Regions from separate parts of the Zea mays genome. Here region 1 is linked to region 2. A link is a contact called in public Hi-C data. All regions are on one chromosome and are shown on one strand. The core of a region is the stretch at or near the end of the contact, and the rest is flanking DNA. Distances in the headings are between cores, read along the strand shown. Region 1 holds the start of LOC100283316 (gamma-secretase subunit APH-1B). Region 2 holds the start of LOC103626931 (rop guanine nucleotide exchange factor 10).

Region 1 (6,908 bases), core at 4,148-6,647, 130 kb before region 2:
CACATAAAACAAATATATTAATTATTATATGAATCAACTAAAAAGATAAAACAAATATTATCTTGAGGCGAAGGGAGTATAATAAATAGAACAACCTAAAATAAAAAAAAAAACTAACAATTTATATTATATTTTAGAATAAAGAGAGAACTTATTAGCTTGCTGGTTGAATAGTTTAAAATTGGCTATAACCAGACCAAAAGTTGGACCTTTTAACAATCATGGTTATATAGATAGATAGATATAAAAGTGCTCCAGGAAAGGGAGGACATACTGCATATGCAAAACATCGAGTCAAACTATAATAACCCCTCGTCTAACTACACGACACGACTCAGAACCTGATTTTTACTGTCATAGTACATCAGAAGATTCAGTCAAACATACATGGGAAAATTACATGATGGCAAGCCTACAACTAGCTGCTGTTATGCTGCTGATGCCGGTGCTCAGTTAATCTCCGGCATGCCACTCGCCAGCAGTGCTGCAAGGTCAGCGCAGCCATGACCAACAACAGCGGGGTACCAATGAGACAGCCTCCTGGGGCGAGGTTAACAAGTGTCTGAAATGAATACATAGTGCAGTAAGGTCAGGCGCAAATTCAGCAATGTACTGTTCAAATCATACTGACTAAAAGCAACAAGATTGCAACCACAACTCAGCGCTGAAGTATATGAAACGCATTATGCTACAGTACCATAAACAACTAGTCGGATGCCTGTGTATTGCTACAATTTCTATATATCACATGAGTAGACTTTGTTTTAATAAAACACAAAAATAGGTGTGTTATGTTGGTTAGGTGGATTTGAATGGGAAGCCAACAACTAAGATTCGAACTCAACTTATGCTGTTATGCATGATTTTACCTTATTTTTGCATTTTTGCCTAAAGCAGAAAGGAGAAGGGTGACGCACGACGACTGTGGAACTGTGGAGAGTGGTGCTTTATATAGTAGAGAAATATGAAAATGTGTTGACCATGACACTGAATATAGAGCCGTCTGTCTTAAACCCACAATGAAACATTGAATTGGTCAAATAACTATACTACCATCCCAGATAAAGAAGAGTTGCGATGTGTGGCATTGCCTACAGTTGTTCCATGATTGACATTACATTGCAGTTGCAGCAATCATATCTTATTTGCATTCAGCTTTCATTAATAAAAAAGGCTCATGTTGATTACAAATGGGCACAACTTTGTAGATGCAAATTAAAGGAGTAAACTAGAAGCAAGCAATATAAGTGATGATTTAGCATAAGAATACAACAAGGTCATAGTGGTGTGTGGTATCTTGGTCAGTGTTTTCTATGTTTAGATTAGAAGAAAACAAAATAGAGAAACTCGTGAAAATTGAAACAAAATCAGCTCAAGCATCAAGTTCATTATGTTTCAACCCAACACAAACAATAAGGCATGGTTCTTACCATCGCAGCAGCAGCCAAATGAATTACTGGAACAAAGACTTGATCACTTTTCTTTCCCTCGTCATATGCATTAAAAGCAATAATCATTGAGAATGTATGGATGACCAAGAATCCAAGTGCAATAAGGGCTGAAATAGCATACAGGGATAAGGGTTATCGTGACAAACAAATTCAGAACACCAAACTGCATCAAATAGAACTAGGAAGAAACGTGTATTTACAAATCGTTGTTCCAGTTAGAATTAATGCCTATTCCCTTCCAAGGTAATGAGACATATCAGGGAATAATGTGGGAAAATACACTTGCCTGACGTAAGGAAAAATGGCAGCTTTGAGCACCTTTCAGTATAAAATGTGGCTCGACCAAACGCTGGAGTCAAAAGACTGAGACAGAAAAAGACTGCATGAGCCACTCCATGGCCTAAACCACCAGCTGCACAAACATTTTCAAACACATATGAGCAAATGTAGCAGTTATAGTTGTGACATTCTAAAGTAATATTGAAGAGTAATTGTTCCTACCAAGCAATAAGTAAAATCATAAACTCAGTACAGAAGCACATCATCAGATTTAAAGTATTTATTTGAGTTAGCAAACCATGTTTATGTTTGGGAGACTTCCTAGTTTCAAATCAACAATGCACAATTTGAGAAACTGTGTCTGTTTTGTTATGAACACAAATTTTATATGGCAACGCATTTATTAGCGCATTTAATAGTCCTTGTTGGAATCAGTCCCCAGAAAATTAGGAAAAAGTCCTAGTAGATAACAAATAACATGACAAGCAATTCTTTCCATGAAAAAAATTGCTATGTGTATCCCTTCTATAAAATTGGGGCACAATTTGGCACATATACAAGTGCAATATGTATACATTCATTTAAATTCAGAATCTGGATTAAACACAATGCAGCACTTGAGAGATAATAATTTATAATTGCCAAGAAAAAAACCATTTTGTCTTGAACCAGAACTACAAAAGACATTTTCATCTTGTATTAAAATATGAAAACTTAGAAAACAAAAACAAGAAAAGATATTTTCATATTGTATCAAAATAACAAAAACTTACCTAAAGAAATCAGCATCTTGTCAGTCAATCTAAGACGTGGCTTAGATATTCTATCAGCAAAAGCATCTAGCATCTCTTCCATTTTCCTGGAAAATTTGTTATCAGATCCCATATATTCAATTACCACAGCAGATAAGAAAATGTCAGCTTCTGTTTATGGTTTACCTACTTGTAAAGCATCCAAAACACAAGACGAGTGCCTTCTTGCAATGCGACAGATGTAAGGATCAGAATCACATATGCCCACCAAGCTCCTGACTTTATAGGAAGAAATCCTCTCCATATTCCCGAGAGGACTATCAAACTTATAAGCCAAAATAAGGTGCTGCACAAAAAGATAAAAGCCAAGGTTAACATTTAAATATGATAATATATCCTTCCATTTTGAAATTCATAGGAGAACGTTAGAAGATACTTCAGTGTTTAAGGCACTAAAGAACATAGGGCAGTGATGCTGGGTACCGGGAACTCACTGTACTACCATCAAGGTCTGAAGCCAACATGGATAGAGAGAATAATGGTTTCTAGTTTCCATTTGCAGGTCTGTAAACTGTTCACTCTAACATGGATTAAGTTGACTTATATGTTCTTTCAAACTAATCCATTCTTTTTTGTCCTGCGAACAAAATAACTAAGCAGATTCATTTGGAAGTTTGAACCTCTGTTGATTGAGACCAAACTTAACTGGCAAGACTATAAAAGTTTCCAAACCAACCCTGACTGCGTGTACCACTCCCTTGATAAGGGTCATCACAGGAGAACAGCATAGCACTCAAAATTACCAAATGTAAAGATTCAAGCATTAAAAATGAATGGAGAAAAGTTACATCAGTTATTTATGACTAGTGAGTACTGATTAATAAGGTAGTGTTTGGTTCTGGAGCGGGACATCAAGGCTGGAGTCGTCCCCAGAGAAAAATATTCCTCTAGATTCAGGGATACATCCATCCCCAAAAACTGAGGTATGCAGCCATCCCACCCACCCCCCCCCCCCCCCAGACAGTGTTTTATTTGTGTTTGGCATCAGAGGAGAATGGAGAGAGCACAGCGAGCTCGGCTCCGACGCAGGCGGACAGCGGACGCAGCGCAGATGGCAAGGGCAAGGCGCGGGTGAGCTCAGTCCGGGAAGACATGGCCCCGGCAAGGGTGGGCAAGCTCGACACCAGCATCACGAGCGAGCTCAGCCCCAGCGGCGGCGCAGGTGGCCATGGCGGTGGCGTGGGCAGCCCTGACGGCAGCGCTAGCGGCCCCAACGGTTACACAGGCAGCCCCAATGAGGGAAGCCACATGGCGCGGGCGGAGCCTAGTGTGAGCTCGGCCATGGTGCATTTGAACTGCATTGAAGGAAGAAGCAGCAGCAGAGAGAGGATGGCAGATGAACGCCACCTAACAGATGTCTAACCGTGTACAGACATGATGTTATCCCCTTCATTCCATCCCTCCAACCAAACACAGAGAAAGGACGCCCCCGACCTCCCAACCAAACACCGAGATAGAATCATCCTATCCCAAAAAAATAGAGTGGATCCATTTCATCCCTCTCATCCCAAAACCAAACACACCCCAAAGTATGACAGCTTAAGCCTTATAATTCGAGAAGTTTCTCCTACCCCAGGTTATATGTTCCGTATAATAGATGCATCCACTAAATTCAATTGCAAATATCTCTGGAGTAATTTCTAACAGTGCATTCTATTGGAGAACACAAAGATTCAGTACTTGCAGAGGCCAGAGGTGTAATGTCAGGATACTACTCATAGTCATAGTTATATGAGATAGCAATGTATCAGAAAAATGCTCTGAAACAGGTTTGTTGCACGAAGTCACACAAACACATGCATCTTTCAGTCAGGTTCTGAACTTTTTTTTCTGTAGCTCATATCCTTCTTGTTGACTTCCAACGAAATAATTGATGACACCAGTTCTTTCTCAGTCTTTGATCTTAGGTATTTGAAATGCCAATTTACATTTTCATGACGAATCACCAATTGTCTTGCATCTTTCTAGCAATGAATTGTCAGTTGGAAAGGAAGAGGGGGGAGGGGTGTCAAGAAATATTTAGCATGATTGCACCAATACATCTGATTGCACATGATATGCCCCTTATACATTAAACAGCATTCAATGCTTATGTTGATACTCATAAAAATAAATGTACAAATCAAAAATAAAGAAAAGAGCCATTGTGGGACTGAATTAAAAGTCAACTTCAATACATTGGTGCACAGCTACATAGAGTAAGTTGCCAAGACAATAGACATAGAGTAAATTGTCAGCAAGCTTCGGTTTACCAACTACCTAAGGAGAGTATCAGTAGCATATCAGTGCAAGTTCTACAGGTCTGAGTCTCTGAGATCCACACATTCATTCTAAACCAGATTACAGATTTTGCAAACAGATGAGATAAATTGACAACTCAAAAACTACACAGAACAAGCCAATACGCCATGTGAACTGAATCCAACTAGCAGCATCCGTATCGATCCGGAAGAAACTACTGAACCCTAGCACAACTGCGAGTAAACCAATAATCCGCGTTTGCCTCACGAAACCACACCCTGGAACGCCTCAAACAAACGCCACCTGCCTCTTACGCCAATCGATTAACTGAATGTTCGCTTTTATTAGAGGGCAACGGACGATCTGATCAAAACGTGGCTAAAGAAGCACGAAACGGGCGACGCAAGGGGTAGACCTAGAGAGGAGGGTGAGGACGAGGAAGGGCTTCCTGACGACGACGCCGGAGAAGAGGGAGAAGGCGGGGCCCAGCGCGATCAGGGCGTAACCCAGCCCCGCCGCCAACGTCATCTCCTCTTGTCGACCCGGCCTCCGGCCCTCCGCACGCCGCCAGCAGGAGGGAAGACTAGGGGCTTGTTTGGTTCACTGCCTAACTTGCCACACTTTGTCTAACTTTTCTGCCTAAGGTTAGTTCTTCAATTCGAACGCCTAACCTTAGGCAAAGTGTGGCGCAGTTAGCCACGAACCAAACAGGCCCTAGTTTCGGGCTTTCGGCAACAGGGAACGGCTCTCTTTCGGCATTTCAAAGGGCCTGTTTGGCAATACCATGGTTGAGATATTTGGATACAACATTATAAATTATAGTATTAAGTAAAAGCTAGCCAAGGCTAATTTAGATTGCATTAGAGTTTTCAGTACTTCAAAAATATTATGATATTTAGAATACTGTGATTTTAAAAATATACATTTCAGGAACACAATTAACACCTTATGACATAAAATACGAACTATGATATTACATAGAAACCGTAAAATACTTCACTCCTAAATAGGGCCTCATTCTTGATAGTCTTTCAAAATTTCGTTTCTAAATTATTATTTAAAAAGTCATTTATATAAAAAACAATTTCATATATTTTTAATCTTCAACAATTTTTCTATGTTTGCACTCTAGAGGGTCACTTACATTTTTATCTTTGACTAGCGAGCATATCTATTAAGGCATCGCTAAAGCGTCGCTTTTGTAGTAAGGCGAGGGTACAGGGCAAGGCGCCGTGGTCGCTTTACTTGTCGACATAAGGCGTCCATCTTTGACTAGAGCATCGTCTTTGGGGCGCAAGGTGTCGATAAGGCGCTAGATAGTAGACGCCTTGGCCTAGATTGGGTTGGAGAGGGTACAGATGGAGCGCGGACTAGGTGGCGACGCTGACCCACCTCTCTCTTCTGTTGTGGCGTGGTCACGTGGCTCTTCTACTGCGCTCGCCAGCCCTCTCTCCGCGGTGGTGTCAGTGCGTGTCCTCCTAGGCAGCTGGAGTAGGACAACGTGATGAGGATGTCGCTGCCATTTATACAACCACAACGACAACCCTTCATAAGTTATGACTAAGCAATGACTTGTGCTAGTGCACGTGAACTTAGTTATCAGGTGAACTCGTTCCTTGCTGTTGAAACTAATTATCTTCTAAATGAGGTACTAAATACTTGTTATCACTATATTATTCTTATGTTTTTGGGAGGTGAACCATCTTGGAGTGGAGAAGTCAAAAGACAATAAAAGCTGTTGCAACCGAGAGGATTTCGTAAATGAAATAATTGCATGTTTAAGAGGGCATATCTTTCAGCTCTCAAGGTTGTTTAATGCAAGAAAGCACTTGTTGGAAAGATCGGATCAAGAATCAATGAGAGATAACACCCGAGACGTCCAGGAACAGTTGAGACAACTTCGTGACTCCACCAGTCCGAGGGGATTTCGTAACTGCAATAAGTACAAGTTTAAATGGGGGCATGTTGGGGACCTTCGGCATCCGAAGGTCCTCAAAAATAGGATTTAACAGTATTTCTGGAGTACAATGTGTGAGCAGGAATCCTCGGACAAGTCGGCGTTGCTGTAAACCGGATTAATACGAAGGTTGATACAGAGCCGAAGGTGTGAGCAGGAAAGCTTCGG
Region 2 (6,630 bases), core at 611-3,110:
TGGTTGACATGATCTTTATGTGTATGCATTATTCAATGTGTGGTTAGGTGCATTTATGACTAATGACTCAAAATGATTTTCGATCACGATGATCCACATATGAACCTAACATGTCACATAGCTAAGGGCAAAACTGAGAAAAAAACACGACTAAGGATAAAAATGAGGACACCAGCAAAACTAAGGGCACCACCTTAAAAATCCGTAAAAATAAATTATTCATTGTAGAAGATTGTTTGAACCGCCAATCACATGTTATTTGTTGTCGTTGCATAATGGAAGCAAACAAAAATGAAATGGTCCTTAACGATTGACCTTGTAACACATTGGTTTGAAACTAAAGTATAACGAGGGAAAAAACAAAAGAAGAGAATATGGTCGTTGACTCATCATGAATAGTAACGTTTTGATATGTTTTTTTATTGTTAGAGTAACTTTAATAGGCTCTGTATATTCTTTCTAATTGTGATAAATAGAGATGCAGTATATCCTTCCTAATTGCTAGGAATAGAGATTTGAGAAAAAAAATATTCCTCACTTTAGATGGTTATCTAAATTAATCATCTCCTATCTTGAATTTTTTGTTAGATGACGATGAAAAATAAGAATTAATATTTATAGTGTAAACAAGATACATAAAAAACTGTTGGAGAGTAAAAATATGTAGAAAACAAATTTTATGTAACTAACTTCCTAAATCTTGATTTAGAATGTAAAATTAACTCTTGTACATGCAGGGGTGGATATTGGGCCTGGGGCTACCTGGGTCGTGGTCCGGGTCGTAGCCTAAAAACAATTTTATATATGTAGACTGTAGTAGAGATTTTGACCCATAAAAAACCCTAACAGGTCTCCTATCTGCTTTCTGCGTCCAACGTCCGTGTCACTGTGCGAGGGCGCCAGCTGCCAGCTGCCTAGCCGCAAGGTGCTACCGCGCTAGCAGGCGAGGAGAGCAGGCTAGCAGCAGTAGTGCAGTACGACAGCGCAGTCCGCAGCCGCAGGTAGGGCTGCACCACAGTTCGGGAAAAAATGGCTAAGATTTATTCTGCAGACTTCTCTCAATATGATCTCTTGATCCTTAAAGACCAACTCGATATATTTATTGTTGATGTGAGGGGTAATTCTGATTTTGCAAATTGTGAAGACCTTGGTAATCTGGCTATTAAGATGGTGCAAACCGAGAGACACCTAGTTTTTGCATTGGTTTATCGTCTCATTGAATTAGCCTTAATTTTGCTTGTTGCAACTGCCACGGTTGAAAGAGTCTTCTCAGCTATGAAAATCATCAAGACAGAACTGAGAAATAAGATGGGAAATGATTGGTTGAATCATAGAATGGTATGCTATATAGTAAGAGACATCTTTGCAAGTATTCAAAGTGATGATATTTTATACCATTTTCAAGAATTGAAGAGTCGAATGAAAAAGCTAGCTCCACAAAGTTCAAGTGGTATATTTTTGTACTCACTTATACATTTTTGCATTCATTAGTTATATTGTCATGTTGTATCTCTTATTTTATACAAATATTGAACTTGTAATGTGTAGGTTCAAATTCACGTGCTATTATTGATGAAGTTATTAGATGCGGGGAAGGACCAAATCGTCTCTAATTAGGTACTTTTATATTTTTAATCAAGTTTATTGTATTTTTAGATGCTGAATTGAAGTAAAAACTATCTTAGTGTATGTTTGTGGTATATTTAGTTTTAATGGTATAATTAGCCACACAATATATTAGGGGTGTTTAAAGTAATCTTTAAATTTTATATAATGGTGACGTGAATTTTATATAGCTTCGCAGCTGTGTACATGCTTTAACGCAGAATTATTAGTATGGCGCCGCGCGGCAAGGCAACAGATCGAGCGCGAGCGCATCATCTGGTAGAGTCGATTTGGCGCCAAGAAGTGGGCGGGAGCGTTGTGCCCGCCGTTTTCTCCGGTATCCTCTCCTCTCCCGTCCCGTCAATCCGGTCTCGGCGTCTCGCCTTTCATCATCATTACGTCTGCTAAACAAAGCAAAGGCCCCGAGCTACCGACCACCGTCCCGCCACTCCTCCAGCGCCACGGGGAAGATGAGCGCGCGAGAAAAGGCTACTCCTACTAGTCCTACTAGGAGCAGTATTCCCCTCCCCTCCCCCCGGCCCGGCCGACATGCGCCGCACGTTCGTCCCTCGCTTAAATTAGGCGGGGCCGCCGCCCTCCCTCCTTTTTTAGTTTTCCCGCGGGCCGGCCGGGTCCATCGCCTCGCCTAATTCAACCCCATCTCGGCCGTCGTGCGCGACATGCTCTCTCCATCCCGTCCCGCCCACCGCTGCTCCCTTGCCTGAGCTGCCGCCCGCCGCCGTCGCCGTGGGACCGATCGGTAGTAATCGGTCCAGAGCGCGGTGCAGCGAGCGGGAGCGAGGGAGGCGTCGTCGGCCGTCCTTCGTGCCCCGCGTTCGTTCTTGGAATTGGTCCGCGCGCGTCCTCATCAGCTGCGGGAGTCAGGGTGGCGCCTCGTGAGGCGGCGCGGCGGTGCAAGACCGCCGAGTGCCGCGCGCCCAGGCCTTGCGCGCCAAGCTCGAGGCGGCGGGCTGGGTGATGGTGCGCTTCCTCCGGCGCGGACACAGCCTTCACAAGACCGGATCGCACAACAGCAACCAGCAGCAGCAGCTGCTGCGAGAGCGCTACCTCGACAGGAGCGGCAGCGACACGGGCGAGATGTATAGCAATGGCGCCGGCGGCACCCCGCCCCTTGCCAACAGCCAGGCGGCAGCGGCCGGGGCGGCGCGGTTGCGCCAGGGCCGCGACGGGCCGCTCTCAGGTACACTACACCACGCCGCGCGCATGCCAGCTCCTGTTCATCCCCCCGATTTCATTCACTGTTACTTGCAGAGCTGGACGTGATGAAGGAGAAGTTCGCCAAGCTCCTGCTGGGCGAGGACATGTCCGGCACCGGCAAGGGCGTGCCGTCCGCGCTCGCGCTGTCCAACGCCGTCACCAACCTCGCGGCGTCCGTCTTTGGCGAGCACCGCAAGCTGGAGCCCATGGCGCCCGACACCAAGGAGCGCTGGAAGAGGGAGGTGGGATGGCTGCTCTCCGTCACCGACCACATCGTCGAGTTCGTGCCCACGCGCCACACCTCGGAGAACGGAATCACGATGGAGGTGACCACATCGTCGTTTGCGTGCGCGCGTTTGGCAGTTTCTCGTGATGCATGTGTGCGCCTGCCTGCCCCAGCCGGTGGTGACGTCGTATCGTACGTGCAATTTCTTGATTTGGCAGATCATGTCCACGGCGCAGCGGCGCGACCTCGCCATGAACATCCCCGCGCTGCGGAAGCTCGACGCCATGCTCCTCGTGAGTGCTCGATCGATCTGTCTTTTGTTTTTTCTGTTTTTGCAATGATCGAATGGTTGGACGGATCGATCTTGCTCGCCGCAGGGCTACATGGACAACTTCGCGGACCAGACCGAGTTCTGGTACGAGAAGGGCGGGGACAACAAGCGCGACGACGACAAGTGGTGGATGCCGACGGTGAAGGTGCCGTCGGAGGGGCTGTCGGACGTGACCCGCAAGTGGCTGCAGTACCAGAAGGAGTGCGTGAACCAGGTGCTCAAGGCGGCCATGGCCATCAACGCCCAGGTGCTTGTGGAGATGGAGATCCCGGAGGTGTACATTGAGTCGCTGCCAAAGGCAAACTTTCTCCTCAGCTTGACATTGGATCGATCAATTCAGTCGGTATTGAGATCTGTATTGACATGATGATGGGTGCATGACGCATGCCAACAACACATGTACTGAACAGAAAGGGAAGACGAGCCTAGGCGACGCCATCTACCGTAGCATCACCGAGGACACGTTCGACCCGGTGGAGTTCTTGGCCGGGATGGACCTTTCGACGGAGCACAAGGTGCTGGACCTCAAGAACCGCATCGAGGCCTCCACCGTGATCTGGAAGCGCAAGATGCAGACCAACAAGGACTCCAAGTCCTCGTGGAGCTCCATCGTCAGCTTCGAGAAGCGCGAGCAGTTCGAGGAGCGCGCCGAGACCATCCTCCACCTCCTCAAGCTCCAGTTCCCGGGGACGCCGCAGTCGCAGCTCGACATCTCCAAGATCCAGTACAACAGGGTATATATAATATCCTCAAACATACCGATCGATATTACTGATGTATGGATAATAAGGGCATCGAGACATCCATGATCCAGGACGTCGGGTACGCCCTCCTGGAGAGCTACTCGCGCGTGCTGGAGAGCCTGGCGTACAGCGTCATGTCCCGCATCGAGGACGTGCTGAGCGCGGACGCGGCGGCACAGAACCTGACGGCGACCGAGGCGGCGCGGCGGGTGCTGGAGTCGGCGGACCTGCTCGCGCCGCGGAAGCTGGACGCCAAGGAGGAGCTGGAGAAGCTGAACGAGGCCCCGGCGTCGATGACGCTCTTCGACTTCATGGGCTGGCACTTCGACCAGGACGAGCTGATGAAGCGCAGGGAGGACGGCACGCTGGACGCCGACGGCGAGGCCATGCTCCTCAAGAAGGCGCCCAGCGTGGCGCCCAAGAAGTTCTCCTACGTCGACAGCCTCTCCTCCGGCGGCATGAGGAGCCCCTCTGCGCGCCACTGATAATAATATATGATCGTCGTCGCGCCACTGAACTAACAGCAGCTCAGTCATCGTCTACGATCCAACAGCACCATGGATCGTCGATCGTCCACTCACGAGAAGGAGAGACGTCAATGGGAGAGGAGACGACGGCTCCTCCCATCCGATCCGACCCAATCGATCCTTGCTTACGTCGTGTACATAGCTGAGGCGCATGAAGCACGTGCGCACCCATTAGTGATCCATGTTCTCTCCTCTCTTACTGGTTTCTTTCTTGTCCTTGCCTCTACGTTCTAGAAGATTCTAGATGAGGGGAAGAAGAGGGCCAGGTGATCTCATCCACGCACTACGCACTCAAGAGTTGCCGCTGTGCGTAGCTACTGCTTAATATTTCTAGTAAGTAGTTTGGACATGGCTCTCTCAAGTCTCAAGAGCGGTTCTGGGGTATATGTATCGAACTCGCAAGTCAGGAAAAAACAACATGTATATTCTTTGTTTCGTTTCAAGATAATCATTTTTTCCTAGACTCAGGTTTTCTAGTTTCGTGGATAATACATATGTCCTCACATACCACGCCAACAACAATATTTTCACCTGTACTTCTCACGATCATTGCAGAGAATGAAACGCCACGACACCAATGTGCTAGCACCATGGTCACGTCGGACATATATACTACGGTTTTTTAAGGTGGTGTTCTTACTGACACGTGTATATATGTGGCGACATGTGATTGGCGGTTCAAACAATCTTCTATGGTACAAAATTTATTTTTATGTTTCAGATGCATTTGACACGTATATGGGTCTCATGTAGATAAAATCTACTCCCTCCGTCCACGAACGTTGGACGTTTTGGCCCAGCTAACAATTCCACCAGCGTTTGACGCTAACGGAGCCGAGGCGTCTACTACCCAAGACTGCTTCCCTCGGCCAGTCCGTTCCAATTCCCCACACGAAGCCAACTCTGGATAAAAGCTCCTCGCGTTCGCCTCTTCCCTACGCCGCCGCCTCCCTCACTTCTCCACAAAATCGCCACCTCTTCCCAGTCCCAGGACCAGGAGACGGACGGCGAGCAGCGACGTTCGGTCCTCCAGCTCGGACGGCGAGCAGCGACGCTCGGCGCTTTCGCATGGACGACGAACAGGGGAGCAGCAACGCTCGGTCCTCCAGCTCGGAGTCCGATCCGAGTTGGGCGTTTCGGTCTCCGGCGGCTGTCGCAGCAAGGAAAGCTCGGGGAGGTCGTCGTCGTGCTGCCCGCAAGGCTCCCCGCAACCCCATCCGCCACCACATCCTCTACTACCCATACATCAGAAAGGGGCAACGCCGAGGTGCGAAGCTTTGGGATCCCGACGAGGTGGATCTGTCTGATAATACTGTGGTTGAAGAAGAGAAGGCAGATGGGGGTCAGGTTGGGGTCAAAGAAGAGGGTGGTCGTGCGGCAGCAAGTGAAGATGTGGTTCAACCGGCGTCCAAGCAAGGGGAGAAGAAAGCAGATGCGGAGGAACAAGGGGATCCAGCCGCGTCCAGCGAAGAAAGTGATGAAGCGACATCAAAGGAGAATTTTGTAGCAACCGAATTTTGTAGCAACAGTCCGAGTGGAATACTTCTTCTTTTTCCCTTGGTTGCTGTCAGCTAGTAAATGTTTATATATATCATCCCGAACTTGCTTGCTTAAATTTTTTCCTCTACTTCCTCTGCCTGCATTTGTACGGACTTTTTTTTGTCATACTGATTTTTAGATGCTGTTAAATTCTAAATTTGATGACTCAAATACTAATTGAAGTGCCTCTTCTTCTATTGGGAGGACCACCTATATGGACTTGCTGGTTTTCAAATGGGTTCAAGGGCTCATTGAGATCAGGTAAGTGTTGTCCATCGTTTTCTACATGAAAAATGGAATGAAAAAAATATCAATTGTATTTTTGCAACTGATATTTATGCTAAAACCAGTTGTACCTTGTGTTGGCTCATTGAGATCAGGTAAGTGTTGTCCATCATTTTCTACAACAAATAAATGCATTGATCAAAAAAGATAATGTTC

What was found. Hi-C and Micro-C count contacts between places; a contact is called where the count stands out from the background.
Region 1: a contact with region 2 is called in a Hi-C map of ear, with 2.7 times the contacts expected there. The contact joins the promoter of LOC100283316 here to the promoter of LOC103626931 in region 2. A contact is called at or near these places in 3 of 25 Hi-C or Micro-C datasets (ear, leaf and tassel).

The regions. Positions count from the first base shown.
Region 1 is chr5:138,303,892-138,310,799 of Zm-B73-REFERENCE-NAM-5.0, reverse strand. LOC100283316 (gamma-secretase subunit APH-1B) reads right to left here and starts at 5,397. Exons shown (of 6, transcript NM_001364474.1): 1 at 5,199-5,397; 2 at 2,673-2,828; 3 at 2,504-2,589; 4 at 1,738-1,863; 5 at 1,431-1,558; 6 at 204-562. The coding sequence starts at 5,311. The coding sequence ends at 419.
Region 2 is chr5:138,166,933-138,173,562 of Zm-B73-REFERENCE-NAM-5.0, reverse strand. It overlaps LOC103626931 (rop guanine nucleotide exchange factor 10), which reads left to right and starts at 1,860. Exons shown (of 6, transcript XM_008647293.4): 1 at 1,860-2,806; 2 at 2,878-3,149; 3 at 3,268-3,342; 4 at 3,427-3,678; 5 at 3,791-4,114; 6 at 4,195-5,117. The coding sequence starts at 2,584. The coding sequence ends at 4,608. It overlaps LOC111589345 (a long non-coding RNA gene), which reads right to left. Exons shown (of 3, transcript XR_002748354.2): 3 at 3,685-6,590.